5 separate regions of the Mus musculus genome follow, and regions 1, 2, 3 and 4 are each linked to region 5. A link is a contact called in public HiChIP or PLAC-seq and promoter capture Hi-C data. All regions are on one chromosome and are shown on one strand. Each heading gives the region's core, a stretch centred on a gene start, on an enhancer-like site or on the middle of the called end of the contact. The rest is flanking DNA. Distances are from core to core; before and after follow the strand shown. Region 1 overlaps Fnip2 (folliculin interacting protein 2). Region 2 has its middle 67 kb from the start of Gm36442. Region 3 overlaps Fnip2 (folliculin interacting protein 2). Region 4 overlaps Fnip2 (folliculin interacting protein 2). Region 5 has its middle 15 kb from the start of Gm24150.

What was found. Promoter capture Hi-C pulls out the DNA fragments that hold promoters and counts their contacts. HiChIP or PLAC-seq counts read pairs in DNA pulled down with a chosen protein or histone mark. Capture Hi-C pulls out chosen DNA fragments and counts their contacts.
Region 1: a promoter capture Hi-C map of adipose tissue shows a contact between it and region 5. The contact joins two enhancer-like sites. A contact is called at or near these places in 11 of 39 promoter capture datasets (the C10 cell line, the HPC-7 cell line, cranial neural crest and 8 more), 5 of 115 datasets of contacts at active chromatin or transcription factors (bone marrow-derived macrophages, cardiomyocytes, extraembryonic endoderm stem cells and 2 more) and 3 of 9 other capture datasets (adipose tissue, embryonic stem cells and liver).
Region 2: a contact with region 5 is called in a promoter capture Hi-C map of liver. The contact joins two enhancer-like sites. A contact is called at or near these places in 9 of 39 promoter capture datasets (the C10 cell line, the HPC-7 cell line, cranial neural crest and 6 more), 6 of 484 Hi-C or Micro-C datasets (bone marrow-derived macrophages, embryonic stem cells, liver and 2 more) and 1 of 115 datasets of contacts at active chromatin or transcription factors (fibro-adipogenic progenitors).
Region 3: a FOXA1 HiChIP or PLAC-seq map of pancreatic cancer cells shows a contact between it and region 5. The contact joins two enhancer-like sites. A contact is called at or near these places in 10 of 39 promoter capture datasets (the C10 cell line, the HPC-7 cell line, cranial neural crest and 7 more), 5 of 115 datasets of contacts at active chromatin or transcription factors (the NIH/3T3 cell line, bone marrow-derived macrophages, cardiomyocytes and 2 more) and 3 of 9 other capture datasets (adipose tissue, embryonic stem cells and liver).
Region 4: an H3K4me3 HiChIP or PLAC-seq map of bone marrow-derived macrophages shows a contact between it and region 5, with 4 times the contacts expected there. The contact joins two enhancer-like sites. A contact is called at or near these places in 10 of 39 promoter capture datasets (the C10 cell line, the HPC-7 cell line, cranial neural crest and 7 more), 1 of 484 Hi-C or Micro-C datasets (undifferentiated spermatogonia), 7 of 115 datasets of contacts at active chromatin or transcription factors (T-cell acute lymphoblastic leukemia, bone marrow-derived macrophages, cardiomyocytes and 4 more) and 3 of 9 other capture datasets (adipose tissue, liver and pancreatic islet).

The regions. Positions count from the first base shown.
Region 1 is chr3:79,517,939-79,520,638 of GRCm38.p6, reverse strand. It overlaps Fnip2 (folliculin interacting protein 2), which reads left to right. Exons shown (of 17, transcript NM_001162999.2): 2 at 2,448-2,574. Among named protein-coding and RNA genes, the nearest start is that of Gm36442, 7.2 kb to the right of the region's middle. Within about 2 kb of position 1,433, at least 118 of the 459 cell types and tissues checked have an H3K27ac peak or open chromatin away from gene starts, as enhancers often do. A contact at or near this core is called in adipose tissue, cardiomyocytes and liver, where this site is marked.
Region 2 is chr3:79,443,973-79,446,672 of GRCm38.p6, reverse strand. It overlaps a transcript of Gm17359 not described here. Among named protein-coding and RNA genes, the nearest start is that of Gm36442, 67 kb to the left of the region's middle. Within about 2 kb of position 1,377, at least 23 of the 459 cell types and tissues checked have an H3K27ac peak or open chromatin away from gene starts, as enhancers often do. A contact at or near this core is called in liver, where this site is marked.
Region 3 is chr3:79,541,499-79,544,198 of GRCm38.p6, reverse strand. All of the region lies in intron 1 of Fnip2 (folliculin interacting protein 2), which reads left to right. Among named protein-coding and RNA genes, the nearest start is that of Fnip2, 25 kb to the left of the region's middle. Within about 2 kb of position 1,403, at least 134 of the 459 cell types and tissues checked have an H3K27ac peak or open chromatin away from gene starts, as enhancers often do. A contact at or near this core is called in the NIH/3T3 cell line, bone marrow-derived macrophages, liver and 1 more, where this site is marked.
Region 4 is chr3:79,489,720-79,492,419 of GRCm38.p6, reverse strand. All of the region lies in intron 10 of Fnip2 (folliculin interacting protein 2), which reads left to right. Among named protein-coding and RNA genes, the nearest start is that of Gm36442, 21 kb to the left of the region's middle. Within about 2 kb of position 1,264, at least 35 of the 459 cell types and tissues checked have an H3K27ac peak or open chromatin away from gene starts, as enhancers often do. A contact at or near this core is called in bone marrow-derived macrophages, where this site is marked.
Region 5 is chr3:79,180,316-79,183,015 of GRCm38.p6, reverse strand. It overlaps a transcript of Rapgef2 not described here. Among named protein-coding and RNA genes, the nearest start is that of Gm24150, 15 kb to the left of the region's middle. Within about 2 kb of position 1,270, at least 240 of the 459 cell types and tissues checked have an H3K27ac peak or open chromatin away from gene starts, as enhancers often do. A contact at or near this core is called in the NIH/3T3 cell line, adipose tissue, bone marrow-derived macrophages and 3 more, where this site is marked.

The sequences.
Region 1 (2,700 bases), core at 184-2,683, 340 kb before region 5:
CACTCCAGAAGAGGGCTTCGGACCCATTATAAATGGTTGTGAACCACCATGTGGTTGCAGGGAATTGAACTCAGGAACTAAGAGCAGTCAGTGCTCTTAACCACTGAGCCATCTGTCCAACTCCGCAGCCTTTGTGGCTTTAACATACATTTCAGTGGGAAGTTTTCTTGTTTTGGGTTTGTTTTGTTTTGTTTTTGAGACAGGGTCTCTCTATGATGTAGCCCTGGCTGTCCTAGAGGTCACTGTGTAGACCAGGATGGCCTGGAACTCACAGACATCTGCCAGCCTCTGTGTTGGCATATACGCCGCACCCAGCCAGAACGAGTTTTAATGGCCTTGTATACATTTAAAATTCGGCAGTGTAGGTCCTAGTCATCAGACCTGGTTTTGACAGACATCTCTACAGGAATATTGCATTCATATAGGGATAGCTGGGCTGAGCGCTAGCAGGCTCTTCTCATTCTACTGCACTTCTTCTTTTCTGCACAGTAACTTGGTCGCTCCTGGGGTCATGATGTGTAGGCTTGGCTGTAAGTGTGGGGTGGCTTCCGCCTGTCCGTCAGCTTGGGGTCATGTGGCATGTCTCATCGGTCACACCTTGAACACTGGCTGCCTCTGGCCTAAGGGCAGAGGAAAATAGTTTCCAAAATAAACTTTGCCATTGTGCAAAGGACGCCAGGCACGACATGGACAACACACTGGTGATAGAAGGAACGACTAGAATTTACTTTCTTTCTTCTTTGCGTCTGAGGTTTAAGAGAATAAATCTGCTGCCTTCAGTTAATTTGAAGTTAACGTGCTTCATATTAACTACCATTGCTTGAACCGGGGAAGGACCAAAGGCACTCAGCTTCTCACAGAAACTGGCCTTCTCAGTCCTGGGAGGGAGCGCACGCATAGCTTCTGGAGCTTGTGTGTATGGCAAGCTTGGGTGAAGCCCTTTACGTATTCTACTTAATCCACAAAGCAAGTTTGTGAGGTCAGCAGTTGTACATTGATAATCCAGTGGCAAAGTGGAAGGGGAAAGCCTTGGGGTTTGAATCCGGCTGTCCCTGACTGTATTCACAGGGTCTACTGTGAAGGTTTTCAGTGTTCTCTCCTTTATCCGCCTGTCCATTTCTCACCCATCGCTTCCGTGTCCTCCCTGGATCCTATAGCAGAGTCCTCCTGAGTAGTTGGCAGCCTTCTGCTTCAGGTGCGTCTTTTAGACTCTGCTCTAAGCTGTCTCTTCTCTACCTCTGCGGCTGTCACTGCAGCCTGTAGCAGGCAGCGTGAGGGGCCTGGCTCTCTGTGCAGTCCACTCCCATGGGTCTGCTTTTCTTAGGGCAGTCAGCTATCTGATCTTATCAACCATCTGCTTTCCTTGGCTGCTCTTTGTGTTCAGAGTTTATCCTGTCTGGGCCTGCTTCGGTCCCATCCCCCAGCTCGCTGACCTCATAGGGCAGCTCTCCCTGCCTTTCCTCCCTCCCTTTCCTGTGCTGCACTCTGCTGCTTCGTGGTGTTCACGTCAACTGGTCGGTCACTCTTCACGTCTGGTTTAAAAGTTGATTTAAGTCCTCAGTGACTTCTGTGCCTCTCTCCTTAAATCTCGCTGTTTTGGAGTCTAGGTCTTGCTGTGTAACCAGGATGGTCTGCTTCTGCAGCCTTAGACTCCTGAGGACTGAGCTTATAGACGTCAGTCACTATGCCAGGCTCTGAGACTCTTTTGTATCCTTTAGTTTCCCTTTTGACCTTCAGACAGTTTGTAGTTATATATTTATATGTAAGTATTAGGTTAGTAATATCCCTATTAAGCCTTGAACTTCATGAGGGCAGGTTTGATTAATTATTGATTCCCTTGCACCTGCTACAGAGCCTTGAATACAATGCAGACTAAATTTGTGTTGAATGGATTGCCAAGGCTGTGCTGAAAGCACACTCTGTAAATAGTTCTCTAGTTCCTGCTTTCCGATCGAATTCTTTACTGCAACATACACCTGTATTTTCTTCTTAACATCCTTTGCTTGGGAGCAAACTGTGTTTCCCTTTTTGCTAAGCATCATGGCTAGCAAATGCGTTTGGTCTCAGCGCCACAGTATCAAGCCAGACGTGCTAGGGGTAACCTTACACTGTGGAACGGCTGCCAGCTCCCCCTGAGGGGATGGCTGCCACAGAGGCACAGGCGCTCCTTTAACTGGGGTGCTCTCCCCAGAACCCAGGCATCCCACTTAGCCCTCTCTTGTGTGTCCTTGCAACTTCTTTCTGCCATTTGATTTCAAACTGACTACAGAAGGCAGTGCTTTCTCTCCAGCGATTTATTATTAGGGCAGCCTCGCCACCGTTGGCACAAGAATTGTCAGCATTTGTGCAGCCAGTTTCCGAGCACGCTGGCTGGGAATTGTATTTATTTGCCATGGTCACACCAAGCGTTGCAGATAATCCAGCTTCTCTCTCTTTTGAATCCACAGTTGGTCGTGTTCGGAGTTTGGCTTGAGTGACATCCGCCTGCTAGTTTACCAGGACTGTGAGAGGAGAGGCAGACAAGTCATGTTTGACTCCAGAGCCGTTCAGAAGATGGAAGAGGCAGCAGCTCAGGTGTGAAATGCTGATTGGCTTTCAAACCTCTCTGATCTGTTGTGTGCTGCCTGCAGGGATGCAGAAGGGGCAAGCAGAGATGCACCACAGCAGGCAGGCCTGTGTCTGCGGACACAACGGAAACTT
Region 2 (2,700 bases), core at 128-2,627, 260 kb before region 5:
ATTCATATTTTTTTAAGTACGTTTATCTCTTTGTGTGCTCATGTGTGCCATGGTGCATGTGTGTAGGCCGAAGAACAGTTTGCCAAAGTCATTTCCCTTCTTCTACGGTGTGGGCCCCAGAGATCAAACCTCAGGCCATCAGGGTTGGCAGCGAATGTCTTACCTGATGCGCCATCTCTTCAGCCTCATTGCCTTCTTTTAAATTTTTAAAATTCTTTCTGCCCTGTTACTGTTAGCACTACCTTCAATTTTACCTAATTCTCATTTGTTAAAAAAAAAAAAAAACTTAGAGTAAACATTTTGTGTATGAGTGTTTTACCTGTACCTATGTGCAATGCCTGCAGATGCCAGAACAGGGCGTCAGATCCTCTAGAACTGCAGTCAGAGATGGTTGTGAGCCATCCTGTGGATATGGGGAACCAAACCCAGGTCCTCTGCAAGAAGCACCCAGTGATCTTAACTGCTGAGTGATCTTCCCAGCGTGTGTGTGTGTGTGTGTGTGTGTCTGTGTCTGTGTCTGTGTCTGTGTCTGTGTCTGTGTGTGTGTGTCTGTGTCTCTGTGTGTGTTAGTGGGATTGAATAAGAGTGTCACCCCCATTATACAAGTTCTCCACAACTAAGCCCCAGCCCCAGTCCCTTTATGTTTCTGTGTCTTTAGTATCTTTAGTGGGTTCTGACATAGAACACATTTATGGTCTATTTTGCTTGCATCAATAAAAATTTTTAAAAAGTGTATTTTTTTTTCTATCTCCAGTTAGAAAGCCGGCGATCCTGCACATAGTGAAGGGCTTGGCAGACAGTGGGAATGATCTTAGATTGACTACTTCTTTTACTATTTAAAAATGTTTTATTACACAACAATGTTTGATATTTCCGCTACAACTGCTGGTTCAGAGATGACCAAATTTTTCCTAGCAGCCTGAACATCAAGAAATGGGCTGAGGAGAGAAAATAGGTTTTAGCACTCAGGAAAAACTGGCTGGCCTTTTCTTACGTAAGTGTCTAAAACTGACAGGGCAAGCTTGGCTTTCCTGTGGATGCTTGTGACAGAGAAAACACTCCAGGTGCTGAGGAGGGGCCGTGAAGACGGGCTGCCCTGGTTCCAGGTGTCTTGCCTTTTGTGTGGAGCTGGGACCTCGTGGACTCCGTGGCTGCTTTGGTTCATGACCAAACAATTCAGTGGCCTCTTGGTCACTGGCTTGAATGTTGTCATAAGCTGATTAAAATAGCTATTTATTCTGGAGCACCAAAGCGGCCAGCACCCACGGTGCCTGAAGCCACCCTTTCTCTTCTGTCTGCTGCCCTGACCCACATCTTGTGAGCTCTGTCTGGGGAACTAAAAATACTTCCATATAAGTGGTTAAGCGGCTGTCTCTTGGATTCTGAGGTTAACTTTTCAAAGTGACTGTGCTGAGTTCCAGTGAGTCAGCCTCCCACCTAATCTATATAGCACAGTGAGTTACTCACTTGAGTTTCACAGAGACAAGCTTCCTTTGGGGCTTTGCGTTTTCCGTACCCACCATGAAGTGATGTCATTGTGTATCCGTGTATTTCTGGCTTTCGCGGAGGACCCTAATGACCTGCTCTCTCTTAAGTTCTTCCCTAAGGATATGGCTCTCTCATTGGCTGCTTCCTCAAGGCACCATCAATATTTGCTCTTTCTAATTCTGGAAGTGAAAAAAGTCCCATTGGCAAAGGGGAAGTTTTGAGCTACACATACAGAAGCACTTGTCAGGTCCTTTGTTGTCTAAGGGACAAGTCCTTCCCTCTCTTCTCTCCTTGGGACACTCCCGGGAGACCTTTATTTACATGGATCTTTTTACATCTTCAGTGCAGCCCACACCTACCATCAGATCGCTCAAGAGAGAGCTTTAAGATGAATTTCTTCATATTTCCCGTTTTCAAGCTAGCCTTCTGCATAGGCTCATGGGGCAGGGGGTTGCTGATGATGAACAGCAACAGATGGGGGAATATTTCAGAGATGCTGGCTACTTGAAAAGACCATCCCTACCCTTACTGTGGGTGCTCTCCATCCCACCTCCAGAGGCCAGCCTGGCCTTGACTGCAGCCAGGCATCACCACTCAGCCCTTCATGAGGGCAGAGGTTTTGGAAGGTGGGACAGCGTGTCATGATGCTCCAGACTGGTGCCACACATATTCTAAGTGAGTTAAGTACAGCTTTGTTTCCTTTGATTGGCTCTCCATCTTGACACACCACCCTAGAATTATTTATGATTATGCTGTACATACACTACTCTCTAAACATTTCATCTTTCCCCCTGGAATAGTGCTTATTTGACCCTGGATCAACAGCCTATATCATAGACACTACTAAAAAACAAAAGTTGGGTTGGTTTTTTTTATTGTTGTTGTTAAACCAGACAGATCAAAAGAACATACATATTAGGCAGCTATTGATAGAAAAACGTTTAAAAGCAAAGGATAACTATTGCCCAATGGAAAGAACAGGGCTTATAAGAAGCTATCCTCTCTTTTTAAGGAAATTTTTTCTTTCTATTTAGGTGTCTGTCTATCTGTGTCTCTTTCCCTGTATAATATATATATATATAAAACGTGTATGTGTGTGTGTTTGCAATGTTGCCTTTGGAAGCCAGAAGAGGGCGCTGGAACTAGAGGTACAGGCAGTTGTGGCTTCCTCACATGGTCCTCTCCAAGAACAGTGAGTGAGCTATCTCTCCA
Region 3 (2,700 bases), core at 154-2,653, 360 kb before region 5:
CAAGTCACTGGTAACTTTGGACCCTGCGTTTCAGCCATCAACATCCGCTACTCACCAGGCATTGGACCTCCTTTTCATTTCTCTCTGGTCTTGGTGACGGAAGCTGGAAGTGGAAAGCGGCAAATCACTTGCCATCATTGTGGCTTGGAATCTGTGCCTCCCAGCTCAGTACAATGGCAACACACAGCTGGGGCTACTCCAAATGTGTCTAATCTGAGTGGAGATGACCTCTAAACCACTGAGGTATGGTGACATGCTGTAGTCCCTGGACTTCAGAGGCTGAAGTGGGAGGATTGTTGAGGCCAGTCTGGTTTAAAGACTAATCAGTCGATTTCAGATGTGGTCCATGTTCTCGAGAAATCTGTTACCTAGCTCCGGAATTCAGAAAGGACATCATGACATCGCCGTGGGGTGAGATGGGAAGAGAGTGATGCTTAACAGTGGCAGCTGGAGCACTAATGCTGGTGGAGGAGGTGACATCCAAGGCTTGCTGTCAGTGGACACCACCTCACACCTGCCTTTATGACAGTCCTGCACAGTCCAAATGTCCTTGCAAAAGTAAGACCCTGGACAAGAGAAGACTGAGACTGACTTCTAAGGTACACATGCCACATGCTGTGGAGGAAGAGTTGAGGCCCAGTTATAGCTAGGCAGTTCTGAGCTCTAAGAAGCAGATCTTTCCAAGTCCATTCTGTCTTCCTGAGGAGGATGTTGGAGCATTTTTTTCAGGACAGGGCCATTGTGGGAAATTCTAACCAAGTGAACGATCTTGGTTTCTTCCTAGTGAGGTTACAAGGTCTGGCTTGGAAAGTTACTTGGAAGATGTTTTAGACAGAAGATTTGGTGTAGTTACAGGTGTTAAAATTGTGGTCTAAGGGGCCTTTGTCAGTGGAAGAGACGATTTGGAAGCTAATTATTTCATAGTTATAATTCTCTACCTTGTATTAATTTATTCTGCAGTTTACTGTTCTCTGTGGACTTTGCAGAATCTATTTTAGATTGTGCAATTTCTTGGAGATTCCAGAGAACCGGCTGCATTTTGTGAGGTTGGAATTGAAGTGAGGAGGTGACTGATTTTAGTAAGATCATCTGCCAGGTGTTGTCGCCTTCGTGTTGTGTGAATCTCAGGCCGTCCTCTCTGAGCTGTCAGCACACAAACGGTGTGTACTCTGGGCCTTGTGCAGACAGACAGACAGCACATCCCATTAGTCTGCAGCCCCAGAAGTTTTCAGAGGGTTTCTCAGCTGCTCACATGCAGTATTTCAAAGCCCTTAGAGCTGGATAGAGTCAGAGCTGAGCAGACTAAGACTAGGGATGTTTGAGTAGTCTCCTGAGTCGCGTGGACAGTGAGTAACTGGGGCCAGAACGAGGTGTGCCTGTCTTCTTGCCCAGCCTTCTGTCCCCGGTGTGACCAGCAGGGCCCCATGAGCTGGCCCCTCCCCTCTGCATGCTCAGATGCCTCCTGGGTTCCCGGTACTCAGGCACCATGAGGCACTTACTCAGATGTGTCTGCTGAGTCACAGTTCAACATCCTTTTCCTTGCTTTCCCTTCTCATAAATTGATTTCTACATATTCGTAAGCAGCAGATGTAGCTTTTTTTTTCTACTAGAACCTAAAGAATGTTGAGTCTTTCTTAATTAGTCATGCATTTGTTACATAGGAAGCTTTTAATTTAAATTTAATTTAATTTAGTTTTTTGTTTTTTTCGAGACAGGGTCTCTCTGTGGAGCCCTTGCTGTCCTGGAACTCACTCTGTAGACCAGGCTAGCCTCAAACTCAGAAGTCCGCCTGCCTCTGCCTCCCGAGTGCTGGGATTAAAGGTGTGCGCCACCACTGCCTGGCTTAGTTTTAATTTTGTTTTGATATAAATCATGGTTGTTACCCATCAATCTAAAATAGAAAGAAGACAAGAGAGAGTCATCTTTTAACAGATACTTATTTTATTAATGTGTGTGTGTGTGTTTAAATTTAGTTACTTGTTCAGTTGGTTTTGAGACAGGGTCTTATGTAACCTACCTGGTCTACATAGTGTCTTAGTCAGGGTTTCTATTCCTGCACAAACATCATGACCAAGAAGCAAGTTGGGGAGGAAAGGGTTTATTCAGCTTACACTTCCATACTGCTGTTCATCACCAAGGAAGTCAGGACTGGTACTCAAGCAGGTCAGGAAGCAGGAGCTGATGCAGAGGCCATGGAGGGATGTTCTTTACTGGCTTGCTTCCCCTGGCTTGCTCAGCCTGCTCTCTTATAGAACCAAGACTACCAGCCCAGAGATGGCACTGCCCACAAGGGGCCTTTCCCTATTGATCACTAATTGAGAAAATGCCTTACAGTTGGATCTCATGGAGGCATTTCCTCAACTGAAGCTCCTTTCTCTGTGATAACCCCAGTTGTGTCAAGTTGACACAAAACTAGCCAGTATGATTGACCCCTTGTCAATTTGACACACAAACACATCACTAGTAAGCCTCAACCCTTACATTCTTATTCATCCCCAAGATCTAAACAACTGTAAAAGCCCCACAGTCTTTACATATTCTTAAAATCCAAAGTCTTTTTAAAATTAAAAGTCTCTTAACTGTGGGCTCCACTAAAATATTTTCTTCCTTCAAGAGGGAAAATATCAGGGCACAGTCATAATCAAAAGCAAAAATCAATCTCCAACCGTCCGATGTCTGGGATCCAACTCACGATCTTCT
Region 4 (2,700 bases), core at 15-2,514, 310 kb before region 5:
CTGAACACTAATTTTAAAGATGTCTTGTAATCAGTTTCATGATCTTATATCTGTTGTCCCATTAAACTTTGAAGGCAAAGCCTTTTTATCCTTTGTACAAATGTTAAAACTGGGGTCCAAGTGTGTGGTGCTGCCTGTGCCCTGAACGAATGAAGAAAATATGTGCATGTTGTAGAGACCTAGCCAGGGCACATCTAGTGCACATGGGAGCCTGTGGTACACGCCCTGGTCTGGATAGTGAATCGAATGATGTCCCTTCTCAGATACTGAAAGCAGTTTCTAACTAATCCAGAGCTCCACCAGTTGTTGTGAATGAGCACTGGTTTTCTATACCCCTTGCCCAAAGTGTGGTTAGCAGGGTGATCTGCTATCAGATGGGGTCCCCCCCCCCCATGCTCATCTGAGTTCCTCAGAGCCAGTCTCTTAACAGGGAATGGAGTCTCACTGAAAAGCAGTGTGGCAAATAGCTGAGGGGTTAAAAACATTGCAGTTCCTAGAATGTTAGAACATTTCTTGCTGATGAGCTCAATGCTGCTTGAAGTAAAATGACTACAGCTTCCGACCTCCAGCTGTAGATAAGGAACTGTTTATGTTGATCATGTGATGAGTGCCTTGAAGGTGTTGAGTAAGCTGTCTTCATTGAGGGCAGCAGTGTCATCCTGCTGTGGCGACATTCGGAGCTGACTTGTGCTTGAGTGTCTGGATGCTAATCTAATCACACTACTAATCTTTCAGAGGTGAAAACCTGAAAATAAAGAACCAGAAATTGTGTCTATAGAGGACTTTTACAGTTAGACAGTGAGCCCTTCCAGGAACAGACAAAATAATGTACTAGTATTATTTTGGTTGGTCGGTTGGTTGGTTGGTTTTTGAGACACATTTTCAGTGCGTATCCCTGGTTGTCCTGGAACTCAGTGTGTAGACCAAGCTATCCTCGAACTCACAGAGATCCACCTGCCTCTGCCTACCAAATGCTGGGATTAAAGTCGTGTGTAACCACACCCAGCTGAGACATAAATTTTGTAGGTAAATCCTATGCCTTGCTACTATAATCATCTTCACTGCTATTGTTTGTACAGATATGTTTTTAATTGAAATAGAATGCTATCACTTTGTCCCCTCCCATGTACTCTCTTGATAACCCCTCTCATGTGTCTTTCTCACCCCTACACTCTTACGATGATAGACTGCTGCTGTTACATGCCTATATGCACAAATAGAGAAATACGGCTTGCTGAGTTTGCTCTTGTGTAGATGGTTTCAGGGATGACCACTCTGCAGTGGACAAACAATAAGGAGACTGACTCATCACTAGAAGAGGAGGCTAACTCTCCCTCTCCCAGCAGTCACTAGTTGCCTACGGTGTTTAGTTTGGGGTGGGACCCCAGGATACATTTTTCTCACTAGTGTTAATATGTCCATGTATATTGCCGTTGCTCTGCCCTTGTTTATGTGGCCATTTCTAGAAGAGACTGTTTCACTATCTCTGGTATTTGGGCACTTGCAGTCTTTCCACCCCTGCTCTGTAACTTCCCCAGAGCCACATGTGGACAGCTGTGATGTAGATTGACTCATTGAGGATGGGGTCCCCCGCATCTTTTGATCCCTGCATTGTGTCCAGTTATGGAGTCATAGCTTCTTAACTCAGTAAATGCTATCTTTGAGAGTGTGGAGTTTTTTTGTTTCCCGGTTTTGCCAAGGTAGGTTTGTGTTCTGTCCTGATCACTTTCGGTACCCAGCTACATAGTTTAGTCTGAGTATGCCTGCTCCATCTTGATTTGGGAGAGATCTGTGTTACTCATTCAGGGCTGAATTTCCTTTTTATGCCGTGGAGAGTCTGAGTAAGTTTTTACATGTGGGAGCCATGTAGCTTAAAACAGAGCCTGCCCCATCCTCACCGTACCATTAAGTATGTACATATCTGCATTAGAAGTTGGCATATGCTAGTGAGGAGGAGCCATTGTGTAATTCTTATCTAAAACAAGATAGGTGTTTGATTTAGAAAGCCAGCACGTTAACAAGAAATCAGTAGAGTTGAGTCACCTAGCAGTCTCATTTTCAACCTAGCACGTGCTTTCTCTGTCCTGCGTATCTGTGTGTGCCCCACCCACCTATTCTAGATGGAGTCTTACTGTGTAGCTGGCTGACTCACACTCACACTCAGGCCTCCTGCCTGTCTCTTCCGTGCTGGGATTACTGGTATGCCCAGCTCTTGATCTGTATTTCTTTACCATGAGAATGCTGTGTGGAGCTGAGAATGTAACTCGGTGATTGAGTGCTTGTATGGCATGCAAAGAGACCAGGATTGGATTCTCACCACCACAAAAACACCTACAAATGACTGTGTGATGTCCTAGAAACCTGTGCGGCTTCTAAGCTTGTATGCATACATTTAAAAATAGATTTCAAAAATGATTATAAATTCTGAAAAAGGACACTGAATTTTTTAACCTTTTTTATTGTGTGTGTGTGTGTGTGTGTGTGTGTGTGTGAGTGAGAGAGAGAGAGAGAGTGTGTGTGTGTGTGTGTGTGTGTGTGTGTGAGTGAGAGAGAGAGAGAGTGTGTGTGTGTGTGTGTGTATGTGTGTGAGTGAGAGAGAGAGAGAGAGTGTGTGTGTGTGTGTGTGTGTGTGTATGCAGTGTTTGAGATCAAGCACAGAGCCATAAGCATGATAGATGGGTACTACACCCTCGTACATTA
Region 5 (2,700 bases), core at 21-2,520:
CTTTTAAAATCCCACTGAATTAATTGTTAAACATTTACATAAAATATTTAACTAAAGAACAAAAAACCCCCATTTATCCCTCTGTATGTTTGTCTGCCTTTGTGTGACCTAATGGTACATTTGTTATAAATATCAATTTTGTTCTTTGTTAGAATTGTTTTGCAGTTGTCTTCCATTATAGATTTAAGATTAGCTTATTGGTATTAAGAATGCCGGTTAGGATCTGACTGGGTTGCTTGGACTGAAGTCAAACACCAGCTTTTTCCATGAGCATAGAGTACCTTTTTATTTCAGAAAATTTCCTTTCACATACAGGTCATGTGTATCTCTTATTAGGTCATATGTTATCTCATATTAGTCTTGATCATAAACCTTTTAATAGTAAATCACAAGATTTTACCACTTCCGTCCATAAGAGAAATTCTGAAACAGATTAAACAATGTCAACAGTGTTGATTTTTGTAGAAAGGGAGGAAACACTCATTTTACTCATACCACAGTGTGATTCATTAGAAAAGCCCTCATTTCCCTCAGCTGAGCTAAACCAGTTGGCCTTTTATTACTTGCTAACTTTGTAGTAAGGTATACGTGTGTGTAAGTGTTCTTTTCCTTGTTTCAAACAGGTTTTGCTAGGTCCTGTCTCACAAAGGCACACTAGCATTTTACCTTAGGAAGTGTGCTGCATCCGATAGATGGCTGGGATTTGAAGCCAGCCTTGTAAATGTGCTTCAAGACTGAGGTGTTTGATTTTATCAGTCTTACTCACTCACCAACTTATTATATAGTTCTTAATGTATCTTTGTTGTTGTTGCTTCTGCGAATGTTATAAAAATTAGGTTGTTTGTGGATAGATATTGGAACCGAGCCGATGTCTCTGACTCAATATGCTCAGCTTTGCACTGTGAAATGGTGAAAATTAACGAACCATTTTGGTCATGGCACGGGTCCCTGTGCTGAAGGGAGAGCCTGGCCTGGACCATAACTTTTGAAGAACCAGTCAGGTGACATCTGTGCCAAAGCACAGTGGTCAGCAGAGTCGTGTTTGTGCCGCTTTGTAGAGGGATAGCAGCAGATCAATTTAGCTGAGCTGTCTGTAGCAGGTCGGTGGCGAGGGCACAGACACTCCCAAAGCGTAGCCCTCATACCACTGTCCCAGGCTGCTTTGGGTTGTGGCACGAGAAAAATTTGCTCTGTGTAGCCCGGTACATCTGAGGTAAGAACAACTTTATCACCGGAAGAGGGAAAGCGAGAGTCACACAGCTTCCTCCAGCCTCGCCCATCTGTGATGATGTAAATATACGCCAGTCTTTACCGCACTAATCCCTCAGGCCAGTATACAATTCAACTCTTTTGGTGGAGAGCAACCGGCTCTTCGCACCGCTCTAATACATGTTAATAACAAAGATTGCAGCTGTAGCTCTTGTGAACATTTGACCTTGAAGCCTCACAGGAGGACAGACATTGCCGATTTCTACTTGTCCTTGAGTTACAAGAGTAGATAATGAATTAATACAAATTGATAAAGAGTATCTGTCAGGCAGCTGCTGAGGTCATGAGACTGGTATGCGGAAAGAGTGCCCATACAACATGCGTAATACATAATGCAGCCCAGAGAGGTGGGTGGGTCATGGAAGCAGGAAGCGAGCCTCAGAAGGAATGTTGGCTCTGCTAGAGCCACAAGCCCGGAGTGCATGGGCTCACCAGCAGCTAACAGGGAAATGGGAGCGCTTGCTGCTACAGAGACGTAGCCGTAGACGGTGGCAGCACTGTTGCTGTACTGGGGCTTCAAAGACATTGAAGACAGTGCAGGTTGGATTTTTAGAAATTAAAATGTTCATACTACAAATATTAAATGCTTAATGCTTCTTAAGTAGAGGAACTGAACAGGGGGGTGGGAGAGTAGGGGGGCACAGTGAAGAGCCCTTCCTTATTATTTTTGTATGTGCTTGCTACATTTGTAAGTAAAGATTCAGTGCTGGGCTTCCAAACTGCCATTGAGTGCTTGCTGATGGTGGAACATTTCTAAAGTAGCTGTGGAAGGTGTCTAGAGACGGTGAAATGTGTGTAGTTTCCAAATACTTAGGGAATCGTCGCCACTTAGTCCACTCTCTTGACACAGTGTGTATACAGACACACACACACACAGACATAGACACACACACACACAGACACACACACACACACATTTTGTAATTTACATGAGGTATGATTTTATTTAGTGCCTGCTAATTTTTGAGTGAATGTAAAACATTTAAAAAGATTCAGTGTGTTTTTATGGCAAGTTTTTCAGTGTACTTTGCTGTTTTCTCTTGACTTGGGGAATGAAATTCCAGGCTTCCACAGTTGCTACCATACTTTGTCTAGACAATGAGATGTGACTCTTTCTTTGAAGTCATCGATACATACATTGATTTTGGTTCAGGAGCATCAGTTGGTTACTTACATTTTAGTTAATTAGATTTATTTATAAGGAGATTAACATTCAGTGTCTATCACTTTCTAGGAATGACGAGATGAGAAATAGGCTCTCTGATAGTTTGGCGTTTTAGATGATTTGGTAAATTTGGATCGCCTGTCAGTGTCTCAGCTTCTCTGCTGTGCTCTGATCTCCTGGTTGTCTTCCCTGACAGGAGTAAGTTTACATTCCGATGTAGAGAACTTGCATTCCGCCAAGCAGTTCTGACGCACACAAGAATGTGG